Regions from separate parts of the Zea mays genome. Here regions 2, 3, 4 and 5 are each linked to region 1. The links are chromatin contacts, called in public Hi-C maps. All regions are on one chromosome and are shown on one strand. The core of a region is the stretch at or near the end of the contact, and the rest is flanking DNA. Distances in the headings are between cores, read along the strand shown.

Evidence for each region. A called contact is a pair of places that touch in the nucleus more often than the background predicts.
Region 2: a Hi-C map of endosperm shows a contact between it and region 1, with 4 times the contacts expected there. The contact joins the promoter of LOC100274638 here to the promoter of LOC100272841 in region 1. A contact is called at or near these places in 3 of 25 Hi-C or Micro-C datasets (bundle sheath, ear and endosperm).
Region 3: a contact with region 1 is called in a Hi-C map of endosperm, with 2.8 times the contacts expected there. The contact joins the promoter of LOC100383351 here to the promoter of LOC100272841 in region 1. A contact is called at or near these places in 4 of 25 Hi-C or Micro-C datasets (bundle sheath, ear, endosperm and 1 more).
Region 4: a Hi-C map of ear shows a contact between it and region 1, with 4 times the contacts expected there. The contact joins the promoter of LOC103637216 here to the promoter of LOC100272841 in region 1. A contact is called at or near these places in 4 of 25 Hi-C or Micro-C datasets (ear, endosperm, leaf and 1 more).
Region 5: a contact with region 1 is called in a Hi-C map of endosperm, with 2.7 times the contacts expected there. The contact joins the promoter of LOC100283583 here to the promoter of LOC100272841 in region 1. A contact is called at or near these places in 5 of 25 Hi-C or Micro-C datasets (bundle sheath, ear, endosperm and 2 more).

The regions. Positions count from the first base shown.
Region 1 is chr1:81,461,146-81,463,845 of Zm-B73-REFERENCE-NAM-5.0, reverse strand. LOC100272841 (putative ARM repeat-containing protein) reads right to left here and starts at 1,428. Exons shown (of 3, transcript NM_001147294.1): 1 at 1,184-1,428; 2 at 910-1,038.
Region 2 is chr1:81,218,095-81,220,794 of Zm-B73-REFERENCE-NAM-5.0, reverse strand. LOC100274638 reads left to right here and starts at 1,301. Exons shown (of 1, transcript NM_001371644.1): 1 at 1,301-1,982. The coding sequence starts at 1,367. The coding sequence ends at 1,756.
Region 3 is chr1:81,711,482-81,714,181 of Zm-B73-REFERENCE-NAM-5.0, reverse strand. It overlaps LOC100383351, which reads right to left and starts at 1,267. Exons shown (of 3, transcript NM_001176007.2): 1 at 405-1,267. The coding sequence starts at 914.
Region 4 is chr1:81,661,619-81,664,318 of Zm-B73-REFERENCE-NAM-5.0, reverse strand. It overlaps LOC103637216 (ethylene-responsive transcription factor ERF027), which reads right to left and starts at 1,371. Exons shown (of 1, transcript XM_008659461.3): 1 at 1-1,371. The coding sequence starts at 928. The coding sequence ends at 299.
Region 5 is chr1:81,289,026-81,291,725 of Zm-B73-REFERENCE-NAM-5.0, reverse strand. LOC100283583 (ATPP2-A13) reads right to left here and starts at 1,414. Exons shown (of 3, transcript NR_178222.1): 1 at 804-1,414; 2 at 105-347.

The DNA.
Region 1 (2,700 bases), core at 179-2,678:
AATGATGTAGCACACTATTAAATGGGCATGAAATCATCATGAAACTAACATTGTGAATAGCCTTAGTGCATCCACAATGGTTGTCTCAAATAGTTAGCTGACATGGAGCTGAGAGAAAAATAAAAATAATATTTATCTCAACACTAGTACTTGGTCACACACACAATACACTCAGTTTTTTAAATACCTGAAATCTTATATCTACTTGTCCATCGTTAGCTATTCTCATTTTTCTATATTTTCTACGTATAGTTAGTGAAATAGCTAGCCATTGTTACAGCTGGCGCCCGGAGCTATAGCTCACGTACCACGCGCCGGCCGCTCCTACGGTCGGTTACTGCTACTCCATTCTATGAGAGTCGTTTGAAAGCTAGTGCCGTGCGGACGCCGGCGCCGGCAGAGACGAGGGTTCCTAACTTTATTATTGTGCATTGCAAAAGGCCCAGGGTAATTCTTTGTTCTTATTTGGGTTGATTTGGTGACAAGGGAATTACGAGAGGATCGGAGGAGATTGAGAAGTAAATAAACTAATTTTTTCTTTAATTCCTTCCATCCTCCTGTAATCCCTAGTCATCAAATCAGTCCTAAACGAGTAACAATGTCCCCACTCTAAAGTAGGAGTAGATCACTCTGAGCTCTCGACTCCACCCGTCTCTCCCAACTCCCCAACCCCAAGCAAACGACGACTTGGCGTGTGATTGTTAGAAAATTCGAGACACTATTGCAGAGATCATGGCTTGCATGGTGGAGAAAGCACGGCCGAATGGCGAATGCGGCAGCCAGGAGCGGAGCAGGAAGAGCGGACGCTTGGCTTCGAAGCTCACCCTCCCAGCACATGGAGCGAAGCGCGATCGAGAACGAAGAGCGAAAAAAAGGGGATAAAAAAACAGAGCCATGTCCTGCGGTTACCTCTCTCACCGATGCCGGTCGTGTCGCCGCCCGCCACCCCTCCTCGCCCACCGCCACTTTCCGGCGGCCTCCACCTCCTCCTCCCGGCGCCGCTCGCCGCGACGCAGAGTCCAACCAGAGGTAGATTGGCTGCAATCAGGACGCGTGGACGCCGATCATCAATCAAACGACAACCATCCTGGGAACGCCGCTGCGCGCGTGGGCGTTGTTGCTCCTACTCGATCGCTGCATGATTGGGAGGAGGATCTGGGAATCATTTCATGAGCGCACTCACCGCGAGCACCACCGCCTCTTGTAGCCGCCCCCCGACAGAGTTCCTCCTCCTCTGGCGTCGCGTCGTGTAAGTCCCCAGCTAGCGAGTCGTTGAGGGATTTAAATTCCGGTGGACTTGGACAGGACACAGGAGTACAGGATCACAGGACGGCTGCTGCTTCGGAACGAGTTTTTGAATTCGAGGCGAAGCGAGCCGTCGGATCGAGGAGCGTGGGCCCCGTGGAACGGGCGCTGAGGACCGGAGCGTTTGAGGCGGCCTGCGAGGCGGTGCACGCACGACGCCACGTCGCATGAGATGATTTTGAAATGGTCGGGATGCCGGCTCGAAAGCCGCCAGCTTTCGCGGCCTGTTACTAGCTCAGCCTGCCCATTTTCTATGGGCCCATCCCGGCCCCGCATAAAGGGCACGCCAGGCCCAGACAGAAGAGTGAGTATGTTAGGCCGACTCGCTAGGCCCGCTAACCAATCGTCATTTCTATATTATTAAAGCGGAACGGAAACGGCTTCGATGCACCTATCCACGTCACTCTAAAAAAATGTGGTCGTCCGATCGTGGATCATCAGTTCATTTCTTCTCACCCGCGAGACTCTCGCGTGCACTCAAGGCCTCTGGAGACTTCTACCTCGTGCTCTCAGTTCTCATCCCTTGTGTTCTCTTCTGTTCACTACGCGTGCTCTCTCTCTCTCTCACGGCCTCACCCTCCCTGTATCCCACTCGGCGGCGATGGACGACAACCGATGTCTCCCTACACCTGGTGCCCAGGTATATCTGCCGACGACGAACACCTGTCAGGTATGCCCACCGATAACGAGCACCCCACCCCTATCTGTCGGCGACGAACACCTGCTAGGTACGCCCACCGATAACGAGCACCCCACCCGTAACTTAAGCTATTTGGTTATTTGCATTCAGATCTGGTCTAGTTACGAGTGTATGCGCATTTTTATGCGTGCTTGCTTCGATCTGCCCTTTACCGGTGCCGCCCGCCCCCTGGTCCATGGGTAAATTGAAATCGTCGTGAGGGAATTAAGGGCGTGGGCCTTGTAGATCTGGGTCGGCCCGCCGCTTGGATTGAGGCTGCACGCTAGACTGAGAGGATCGACGGAAGCGCGTTGCGATCTGCGGTGCCTCGTGGATCACGCTTGGATTCGACGAGGTTTGGCAGCTAGTTCCTTCGACAGGAGCATCTTCTCGTCCAGTTCGTGTGTTGAATCCGCTGTCGTAGCAATCTAGTAGGATTCACTCTGTAGCACGTCATTGGAAATGGCGGTGTGGCAGTCGACGGACTATTTTCTGCGGTTCTGCCACTGTATTTCAGAGTCCACAATGGTCGCTTTCAGTTTCAGTCCACTGGATGCATAAACCGTTTCCAGAATTCTGTTAAGGCCAGCTGTTGGAGTGCATCTCTTTGCACAATGAAAAGTAAGTCCATTTTGGTGTATGTGCGCTAGGTAGATAGCATGTGTGTGTGGCAGCGTGGGCTTCATATGCCAGTGATCCGGTCCGCAGTTTTCCTA
Region 2 (2,700 bases), core at 52-2,551, 240 kb after region 1:
CTGCCCGCTCCTGTCGCTCGTGCCCCCCGCGCGGCCGTTCGGAACTCGGAGAGCCGGGAGAATGGGTTACCGTGTCGTGGCCCTGTGAAGCGGGCGCCGGTCGGTGGCTGCCATAAAATTCCGAGGGCATGCGGAAGGCGGGCGCGGGTCCTGTATGCTATGCTCTCGGCGGCGCTCTGGATTTTCGATGGAACCTTCGGTGAGGTGCCGATGCCGTAGACTGGTGGTCTGGTCTGGACTCTGGAGACACATTGACACTCACTCGTAGTAATACGGTAGATCGAGTTCTTCTTCTTCTTCAAGTCACGGCTTAGTCAGCCAGCCCTCGTTTCGCAGCTCGTACGGCGAACCTTCGTTTCCTGCTTTTGTCGCATGACATTGGTGGTGCCTGAACCAGGACGCGGTAGCAAGGATGCATCCTAGCCAGGAAGACTACTTGGTTATTCTGGTCTGCAACGCTCTGACAGCGATAGGCCTAGCAGTACTACGCTACCTCGTTTTTGCAGCAAGCATAGCCTAGCGAATTTAGGTCACCGTAAGTATAATCTGGTGTCCTTGTAACGTTTGGTTCAACAATCAGTATGCCAGCCCAGGTCTTGGATTGGGATGCACGTCTTGGTATCCACACATGATAAGTTTTTTTTTGGGACCCTCCGAGCTAGTGGGCTTGGGGGTACACAATTCCCATGGGCCTTTGCATAAGCGTGGCCACGTCATAGCCCGGGCCGCACCTGTGCCATCTATGGGCTTGAGTGTACCTCCTCATCAGGCCTGCGTGCTCTGATCACTGCCCAATATCTAGTCAACTAGTCAACGCATGGCGCGGCAAAGTGGACCGGTTCCCCCCCCGCGAATCCCCAACTGGATCGTTTGTGTGAAGGAGAGGAGAGGACACGATCTCGTTCGGGCGGCATCTTTCGTTCGAAAGAACCAAAAAGCTACGTACTTTAATTTGGCAGATCTTCGCGACAACCTACCATTTCATCGTTCATAAGTATAAGATACTGCTACTGCATACCGTAAGTACATTTTGAAATATGGTTCATAATCCTATTTATATATATACAAAAAATAAAAAAGCATGTCAATTCTAAAAAAAAAACTGCTGCTTCCATCAGTCCTGAGCAACCATCAAGAGTATCGGCCTGGCCTGGCCTGGCTTCCACCAGGTTCCAGCCTCGTTGCAACCTACGTACGGGCCTACACACATACCACCATATAAAAATGAAAAAACTTTGGCCTCTTCGCACCAGAGTCCAGACTCCAGACTCCAGAGGCTTGGTCAAAGACGACTTGAATCAGTTCTCTCCCGTTTCCTCCGCCTCGCCCTCGTATCTTCCTCCCCTCCTCGATCGCCGCTCCGGCCATGGCGAACGACGGGTCGCAGAGCGCGCGCGGCGGCGGCGGCGGCAGGAGGTGCTGCTGCGGCGCCCTCACGCGCGTGGACCTCCTGGTCTTCCTCCTCGCCGCGGCGCTCTGCTCCGCGTCCTACTGCCTCGGGGTATGGCACAACAGCCGCGGCGCCGCGGACAGCCGGGTCCTGGCGCCGAGCGCCGGCGCCAACACCTACTGCGGGGACGACGCCCGCGAGCCGCTCGACTTCGAGACGCGCCACGCCGCCGAGGACGCCGGGCTCTCCGCGCCTACTACTACGGCGGCGGCGGCGGGGACGACGAGCACCCGGCGGGCGTTGCGCGGCGCCGCGGACGGCGGCGTCCGCGTCCGGCTCACGGGCGCCGTCGCCGTCCGAGCGTAGGTCCGCGCCATGTGCACGTGGCCTCGGCGCGCGTCGCTCCGGACGTCGGAGTTGGAGCCCCCCCACCCCACGCCGTGTTCCCGGCTCCGGCGCTCGATCCCAATGAAGTTCCGGGGTCGTCTGTTGCATTTGGTGGGGCGCGAGTTTACCGTCTAGTCCTTCTTGGCTGTTTTTCAGAGTTTTCGATCATTCCAGGGGATTTATGTGAACATTTCCTTTTCCGTGATACTGATATGATAGGGGACTCCGAGTGCTGGAGTTTACTCCAGAGCATCTATCTGATGCCGATACCGATGCCGAAGAGGAGGACTGTCTTCGGAATTTTCTCTTTGGTTTGATGCGTGCGTGTTGGCAGTGGCACTTGGCAGCCGGTAGCTTTGCACTTTAGTGGGCGACCAAATCAAAAGGACAAGGGAGCTGCAGGCCGGCACGACGGAGCAAGCCATGTCGTCAGCCAAGAAGACTTTTTGAGAGCCGAGTTGACATTTATCTTGTGGCTTGTATGGCCAAAAAAGAGGAACGATTGGGAACTGAGCAGCTACGCCCTGTTTGCTAATTCCGGGCGAATTTATCAGGTGGTATGGTACCTGTTGGGCGCTTCATCTTATCTGCATACCTAGTAAGCAAACGATCCCCTTCTCTTCTCGATCGCCAACTGCACCTGACAGGCGATGGCGAAGTAGTAGCCGGGGATCGCCTCCCTCCCCCTGGTCCCTTCCTGCACGAGTGCATTCGAGATTTTCCTGTCGCTGCTACTGGCCAGTGGCCACAGACCGAGGCCGTTTCGGACCAGACGAGCCCAGACTTTAGACGTTTCGCTAAGAGCAAGTATAATCGCTAGCTGTAAGCCTGTAAACCACCTAAATTGATATGGAAGAGTGAGGGGGAAGAGAGCGAGTAGAAACAGGCCATGAACTAACAGTTATCTTATACGTTAAGAACAA
Region 3 (2,700 bases), core at 18-2,517, 250 kb before region 1:
GCCCCCTGTATGCAGCACATGGTCGCCGTGCGTTTACCGCAGCTGACGGGTTCCCTTGGATGCTTCCTGCGTACTGTAGACTGATAGGCACAGCAGCCGGTCGAGAAGGTGCGCACGGCATCAATGAGCAGACCCGCGAGCGGTTGGCTAGGACTGCGCCTTTGGTTTGTGGAATCAATGCGGCGTGGGGGCTTGGCTTCCGTGAGCGTTTCATGGCTCAAATCCACTTGCATATACGAGTGCACACACACTACCTCAAGTATAGTGTATAGTGGCTAGCGGAACGAGAACGACCCACCCAACCGAATTAACGCCCAATTATTGGGGCATAACGCGCGGCAATGGCGGTGGTACGGTGTGTAACTGATCCATCAATCGCGATCGGTAATTATATAGATCATTACCTCGTGCTCGTCTCCGGCGGCGGCGGCGGCGGCGGCGGGCTGCGAAGGATGATGGTGCGCGCTCTCCTCGGTCGCCGACGAGAAGTCGGACTCGGACTCGGATTCGGACCGTGACCTCCTGCTGGTCCTCTCGGACGAGTTGTCGCTGGACTCCGACGACGACGACGTCTCCTGCTCCTCGGAGCTAGAGCCGCAGCAAGCGGGCGGGCCCGTCGTCGTCGTCGTCGTCGCCACCGCGGCGTCGGCGACCTCCTCCTCCTCCTCGTCGACGTCTCTCCGCCTCCAGAAGCCGCCGCCGCCCCTGCTGAGGCGGCGCGAGAGGCTCCTGGAGAGGTGGGACAGCTTGCCGGGGCGGCGGCGGCGCCGCAGGGAGGGCGACGACTCGAGGAGGTGCCGCATTGGCGCCGACTCGGCCAGGCGGCGCGGGTAGCAGCGGAAGCCCGCGGCGCTGCACGAGTCGCAGTCCAGCTCCAGGAGGTCCTTGAGCCTCAGCGGCGGCGGGCCAGCCATCGCCGGGTCTCTGTGTTTTTGTCACTCTCTCTCTCACTGTCACTGCACGCGTGTGTGTGTGTGTGCCAACTGTGCTAGGCACCGATCAGCGCTCGCGCGGCTGTGGTTTTTTAAGGGTCGGCACTCGGCACCGCCAGGGGAGGCGCGGCTGCTGGGCAGCTTCCGCCGCGGCGTCGTGGCTGGCCGTGCCCGTGCGGGCGGGCGTAAACAAGTGCGCGAGTTGAAGCTTGTCTTGATCCGGGAGCAGAGCAGGTGCTCGCTCGCTCGGGGCTGCGAATTGCGCGCGTGGGATGCGGGGGACGGAGGGTCAGCGGGGAGCGACCAGGGGAGACAGGGCGTGGCGCCGCGCGCCGTGGGTGAGTGTGAGTGTGAGAGCATTATTCGCGTGATGGCGCGGGTTAAATATGCGAAACGCACGGTGGGATGACGACGAAACCGGCAGTGTGTTCCGCGGTTCATCATCATTTCTTTCGTTTGTATTGCTGCCCCGAGCGCTACACGGGCGGGGGCGATGCTGCGCGCTCTGCCAATCCCTGCTGTGGCTGCTGCTCGTATGCCATACGCCGTGGCATCCACACCGTCCTGAGTGGCAAGTGGCAAATGGAAAAGGTTCTGTGCCTAACTGCATGCGTAGCGTAGGACCAGAATTCATGAATCCATGAGGGCTTGGATGGACCACCAGGCACTGCCGCATGGTGGCGGTGGCTGGTGGCTGCCTTGTACTCGACGAAACTGGACGCTGCCGGTTCGACTTTCGACGGTGGTGGTGGCACGCGCCGATGCACGCGCGCGGCAGCAAACAGCTCGCGGAGGAGTACTTGCTTGGCCCTAGCTAGTAGCTCACACACATCCTAAGTTACCAATGCATAAACGGCACGGCTTTCCGCTTGGTTCTGAGGAATCACGAAACCATCTGCTAAAAAAAAAGTGGAGGAGCGCTGGGGTCCATTCCATTCCATTCCATCCATGATTGCGTCAAGCTGTGCACTGGTCACGTACTAGCAGTGTACGTACTAGCTCCAGCTGCGATGGAAAAAGCCGGCCGCGGGGTCTGGTGGTCTGTGGGGCCTCGCAACGCCGCGCGCACTCTGACTGATTGAGAAGGCAGTGTGTGTGGTTTCTGTTTACGATGGATGGCGAGGATTACAGTAGTTTTTTTTTTACTACTCTAATCAACCATCTCGAACGAATCGCGTTTGACCGCAGGAACCTTCGGCGCGGTTTCCACGGCAGCGAGCTCTGGCGGTGTCGAGAGAATCGATTCGATTCCGCGCGACAGCCAGATTTCACTCCCGTAATAACCTACTAGCTCTAGCTACCGCTACAGGTCAAGCTCCAGCTGACTGCCTCGCGTGTACGGAGAATATCAATACGTACGTACGTACCGACGCGCGTTATTTTATGTCTCTAGATTCGAGTTCCAGCCAGCTGTGCCGGTTTTGATATATGATCTCGGCCTCTGCTCTTGTGTTTCAGCACTGCGCTTTGCTGCCGCTTGGTCCTCTCCTCTCGCTGATTATTATTACTATTAACCCGGGGCCGTCGACTTCGGACGTGTGCTCGATCGGTCTACTGTCTCCAGCCGGCAATTTTCAATCTCGAGCGCGCGCGTGTGTGCAGGTGATCGATCCATTGGCTCCGAGGTCGAGCGCAGAGGCACCAGGGGCCGGGGCGGGGAATAGGATTGTGGCGTGCATGCACGGGCAACGGCAACAGCGACGGCGCCGGCATGGAACCAGAGCGCTTTAAAGGTCGCCACTAGTGGCTGCCTCCCCGCGCGCGGTCC
Region 4 (2,700 bases), core at 122-2,621, 200 kb before region 1:
TACAGTATATACGTAGGAAACTCGTTATACGTGCGTATTCGTGTCGTGTCTGCATGCATTCCATGATTCATGCTACGTAACGTGCGTACAAGTGCATCGCAGAGCGTATACATGTTGGCCTACCGGCTACCACCAACACATCCCTCTGTCCACATCAGGTGTGTGATCGCCCACCACATGTACGCTCTCCAATGGGACGGCACGTGGCGCGCGTCCTCATCTTACATTACAGTATTACACCACCTGCCCCTGCCACTACTCGAAGTCGAAGCAGTAGTGTGATTCGCCAGCTAGCGCATCAGGAGTGATCCCACAGGCTGACACCTTCCTCGTCGCCGTCCAGCGCCGCCGCCGCAGGGGCAGGGCCCAGCACGGGCGGGGTCATCATCAACCCCTCCGCCATGCTCAGCATGAGCCGCGGCATCTCGAACAGGTCGTCCTCGTCCACGACGCCCTCCATAGAGCCCGCGCCGCCGCCGCCGTGGCACCTCTCGTACTCGTCGGCCCCGCTACTGTGACTGTGACCACGCACCTCGCGCCGGTCGCTCCTTCCGTGGAAGTGCCGGCTGTCGCCCAAGCCCACCGCGGCCGCGGCCGCTGCCGCCGCAGCCGCGGCCCGGACGTGTTCCGCGGACGCGGACGCGGGCGGCGGCCGCGCCGTCGCCGCGTCGGGGAAGTTGAGCGCCGCGCCGGCGCCCCGCAGCGCTAATGCGGCGGCGTCGTAGGCCGCGGCGGCCATCTCGGGCGTGGGGTACGTGCCGAGCCAGATCCTGCTGGGCTTGCGCAGCTCGCGGATCTCCGACACCCACTTGCCCGCCCGCAGCCGCACCCCTCGGTACACCGGGTGCCGCGTCTCCGCCCTCGCGCGCCGCCCGCCGCACGTCGTCGTCGTCGGCACGGTCCTCCGCTCCTGCTGCCTCTGCTCCATATATCGACCAGCACGTCGTCGTCGTCCCGATATGGATATGGAATTATGGATATGAATATGATCGATGCGCGCGCACTACATTGCATCAACCACACGCGCGGACGCGGCTAGAGCAACAGTACAACCACCGTACCGCTAGCTAGTACCATGTGAAAGACGGCAGAATCGAAGTAACAGCAGATTGTTGGCAGCGATGAGCGGCCGGATGATAAAACCCTACTAGCCAGAAGAAGAAGACGACGACGACAACGACGACGACGACTACGAGCCAAGTGTTATGTTGATTGGAGGATCTGAGGAAGGGAGGATTTAAAAACCCGAGGATTAGTAGCCGGGTGGAGAGTTGGTGAAAACATTCTCCAGACGATCGAACACGACGTGACGAGACGAGACGCGTTTCCTGCTCGCTCTCAACGCTCGCCTAGCTAGAGATTAGCTGTGAAGCACATGTGAGCCGCCCAGCCCAGGGCGCGCAACGACGCAAAAAAAAAGGAGTGGGGGCCTTCGCGGCAACCAGCAGGGGTGGCGCGATCTTGAGGCTCTTGCAAAGCCGCTTTTGGCTAGTGCGCGACGAGGTAAGCTGCGTACGACTCGTCCAGGTGGCCTCTCGTCGTCGTCCTGAGCTTCGCGGCTGACTCGACAGGTGCAGAGAGGGACAAGTGAAATGTCTGCTAGCTAGCTGGGGGTTTGACCCCTTCAATTCAAGGACAGTATAATCAGGGCTTCATTAACGTAAAGCGGGTAGATGATGATGATATGATTCGTTTGTCTTTTTCCTGTCACCTACCACCATATCCAGTGGTACCGGTACGTACTAGATTACGCGCGCGCGGGCGGTGCGTGCATGGCCAGATATTTCTGCGTGTACGATCGAATTGGTCACAAAAATCTGCAGGCCTGTGTAGTAGCTCTCCCTCCCTCCATACCAAGAGGTCGTCGTTGATGCCGCTTGAGCTGGACAGCACGTCTATCGATTTCACCTAGCTCTTCCGATCCAAACGCGGTAGCAGCCCAACGGTCACGTTTAAAGGCCCGAGAGTTCACTGTGACGTGACCAAACTACTCTGCGTGTTAATGCCTGTAATGAGAAAAAAAAACAAGATTACAATAGTTGTAAAATATATAGATTATATTCTATAATAATAGGAGAACTAGAAGAAATCGTAGTCCTTTTGTTACATGGGTTCTTACCCACCTCTCTCTAACCTTAGGTTATGGCTATAAGCTAGCAGATCGTGTATGGCCGTGTAAAACATTGTTTTTGTATTATAGATTTATATTATTCACAAAACGGAGTTTTGAAATAGGAGATGTAGATAAATAAGCTGTCGGATATAGAACAAAACTATATATACACGGGTGAGGATTTGAGTTTTTTTGGGGATGCAAATCGGAATGAGGGGTGTTGTTAGAAGATATTTTACATTATTTACATGATGATTAGCTAAGAAAATAAAGTTTTAGTTTTCATATTTAACAATTTACAGACTAAAATTGAACAAAATGGAGGGACTAAAAATTAGTTACTAGAAACCAAACACCCTCTTCTTCTATAGAATTTGCGGAGGATTAGCTCCCCTTATATACATGGGAGTTTTATATTGTAATCATCAATATTCATATAATAATAAAGAATAATCTTCCTACATATTGTGTCTATTTGTTCTTTTACTTTCATATACTATGTTTTATAATAAAACACGGAGAGAGAAAGATCATAACCATTTAATTTAGGTCTTATTTAGTTTGAAGTGGATTAAATTCTTTTTATT
Region 5 (2,700 bases), core at 165-2,664, 170 kb after region 1:
TCCATATAAATCATTATAGGGAGAAAGTAACACTACTTTCGAAAGCTGAATATAAAATCAATGACGTGCTAAGTTAAGAAAGAAAAGGAACAGATCAATCACACCATGAGTAAATATCTTCAGCCCATTCCATCGCAATTAATGCCAACAGACCATCTTTGTTTTCAGAAAACTGGCATAAATTGAACAGACAAATATTAGTAAATGTGATATCAAAGCCATATTCACCTCGATTCTGAAGTTGGCATGTGTTGCCAGTATCTTCTGTCATCAATCCCAGTAATCACCAGTGCTTTGGACGACAGTGCCATACAGATCATGCCTTTGTTCTTGTCCAACCAGAATTCCTACAGTTTGCAAACACATACGAGTTTTAGTCATGCTGTTCTTGTTCAACCGCCAAAAAAAGATATACGCGCTACTAGGGCCTAAAATGTAGCGACCTTCCTACACACGACAGCAGTTAAGATTTATTGAAGATAAAGATAGGAAGAACTATTTTCTGAACAACAATTTACCTGCCACTAATTTGAGTCTGCCCCAAAAAGAAGAACGCAATTTTCCAAAAGGAAAAGAAGTGACCTATTTCAATTGGAAGATAATACTGCCCCAATTGAGCTCCACAAAAATGTTCCAGGGGTCATAACTAGGAAGGACTCGGTCATGGGCAAACAGAATATGACGAATTCAAGGAAGGCGGCTTCGAATCCTCCTCTAGTAAACTAGAGAACCGCTCGTATAATTTTCCCGTAATAAAATTCACAGAAAGCCACAAAAAAAAAAGAGGAAGCAAAATATCTCACCTTCTTGCCGTCGCCAAAAGGCACAGGCCTGGCGAGCCTCGCGTAGATCTCCTTCTTCCCGGCCCGCCGCCGCCTCCGCTTCCCCTCGTCGCCGCTCCCCACGAACTCCATCAGATAGTTGTAGTTCTCCGGCAGCTTGGCTTCCCACACGAAGTCAGCCCCCGCGGCGCCGCGGAACGCGTGGTTGACCTGCGCGAGCCTGCAGATCTCCGGCGGGTCGAGCCGGAGCAGCACCTGGGCGGCGCAGAGCTCCGGCAGGTCGCCCAGGCCCACAGCAGCAGGCCCGGCCGCCGCGGCTCCGTCCATCCCGAGCAGGACCGAGACCCACGCCCCCATGACCCCGCGCCGCCTCCAGTCGCGACGATTTGTTCGACCCGGCTTTCGCAGACGACACCCGATCGAGGGACGAACCTCCGAAGGCCCCGTCCCCGGCCGGATCAAGCTTTTCCCGGCTACCTTCTGGGTGGCTCCACGGCCCGCAAGCCCCGATCCCCAGTCGCGGCTAGGCTACCGCGGATGGTGCTCCACGGAATGGCAAGATCTCCCCCCGGCGAAATCGCTGGACGCGCGTGTGGGTCGGCCGTCGGCGCCAGAGAGCCTCTAGCTTCGGGACGGGGGAATAGGAGGGGCAATTTAAAGAGGAAGGTGGGAGGCCGAAATAGACGAGTGGGGGTGGTTGATTGCATTGGATATTGCATTATCTTAGCCAGGACACTATCAGTACTCCTAGTAAATCACAGGAAGGCTCCTTTCTAGGGACCTGTGTGTGACTATGTGCACTGACACGGACCGGCGCGGAGGGTTTGTTCTGCAAAAGATAGTACGTAATTGTACAGTGATCATGTCATTAACGATAACAGATTGGGGTTAACCATCGGTGGGCCGCCGTCGGGAACAGCCGTATCCGTGAACGCGGTCCATGCACCGCGCGGCTGTCTGGCGCCTACGAGGCCACGCGTCAGCGGCTGGGTCCATGGGCCGCGACTCGTAGGGTACGCGACGGGGGCTGGTAGGACGCAGGAGTCGTAGGGAGCAGCTCATGACAGACTGGAAAGTCCGCGGCATATATCTGCAGCACTTGTCTTGTACTCAGAAAATACGGTGTAGTCCATATATCTGCACCTGCACTAGCTGTAAAAGGAGCTGTTAATAAAAAAAAAACTGCTCGTAAACTGAAGTATGGACAACAATCTTTGGGTGACTCTCCCTTTCAAATAAAAAAATCGTTGGGTGACTTGGGACACCTCATCCGGCTGCACGCCTGCACGTATATGCGCTCCATTTTGCGGTTGCAGGGAGGTCCGAGGGTTTCTCGAGAATTCTGACTGTATCTCGAACAGTTCTACGCCGACCATTTTCCGTGCACCTCCGATCCAGGTCGTTCCTGCCAGTGCCAAGCGTTCGGTGGGTTTTGCGTGCCACATGGTTGTACGTTCATCAGTGTTTATTAATCAGTAATAATATCAAGTGTGTACTCCTACGCAATTAGTACTATCTGTCTCTGTCTCCATATCGGCAGCTCTGGGCTTTGGCTCTGATTTTTCTTCTCCTCGTACTCTTGAAGAAACTCTATATACAAGCTTTTGCCATCCACATCAGAATGTTGGTCATTCTCTAGAACCATCTTAAGTTGAGTACAAGTAAACATAAAACTCTTGTCATCTAAAGAACACAAATTATGTGTAATAAATAAAAAATCTAAACATTTTCTTGTATCGTTGTTTAAACCTTGTAGTCAATAAGGAAACAGCTTGATCAATAATGGGTAAAATAATTATCCAAACTTTATAGCCAAAAAATTGTGCCTAAAAATTTGGGCCCCCAAAATTTAGAGGCCATGTGCGGTCGGTCCTCTTGCCTCGTGCAAGGGATGGCCCTAGGCATTTGCATTAAATTG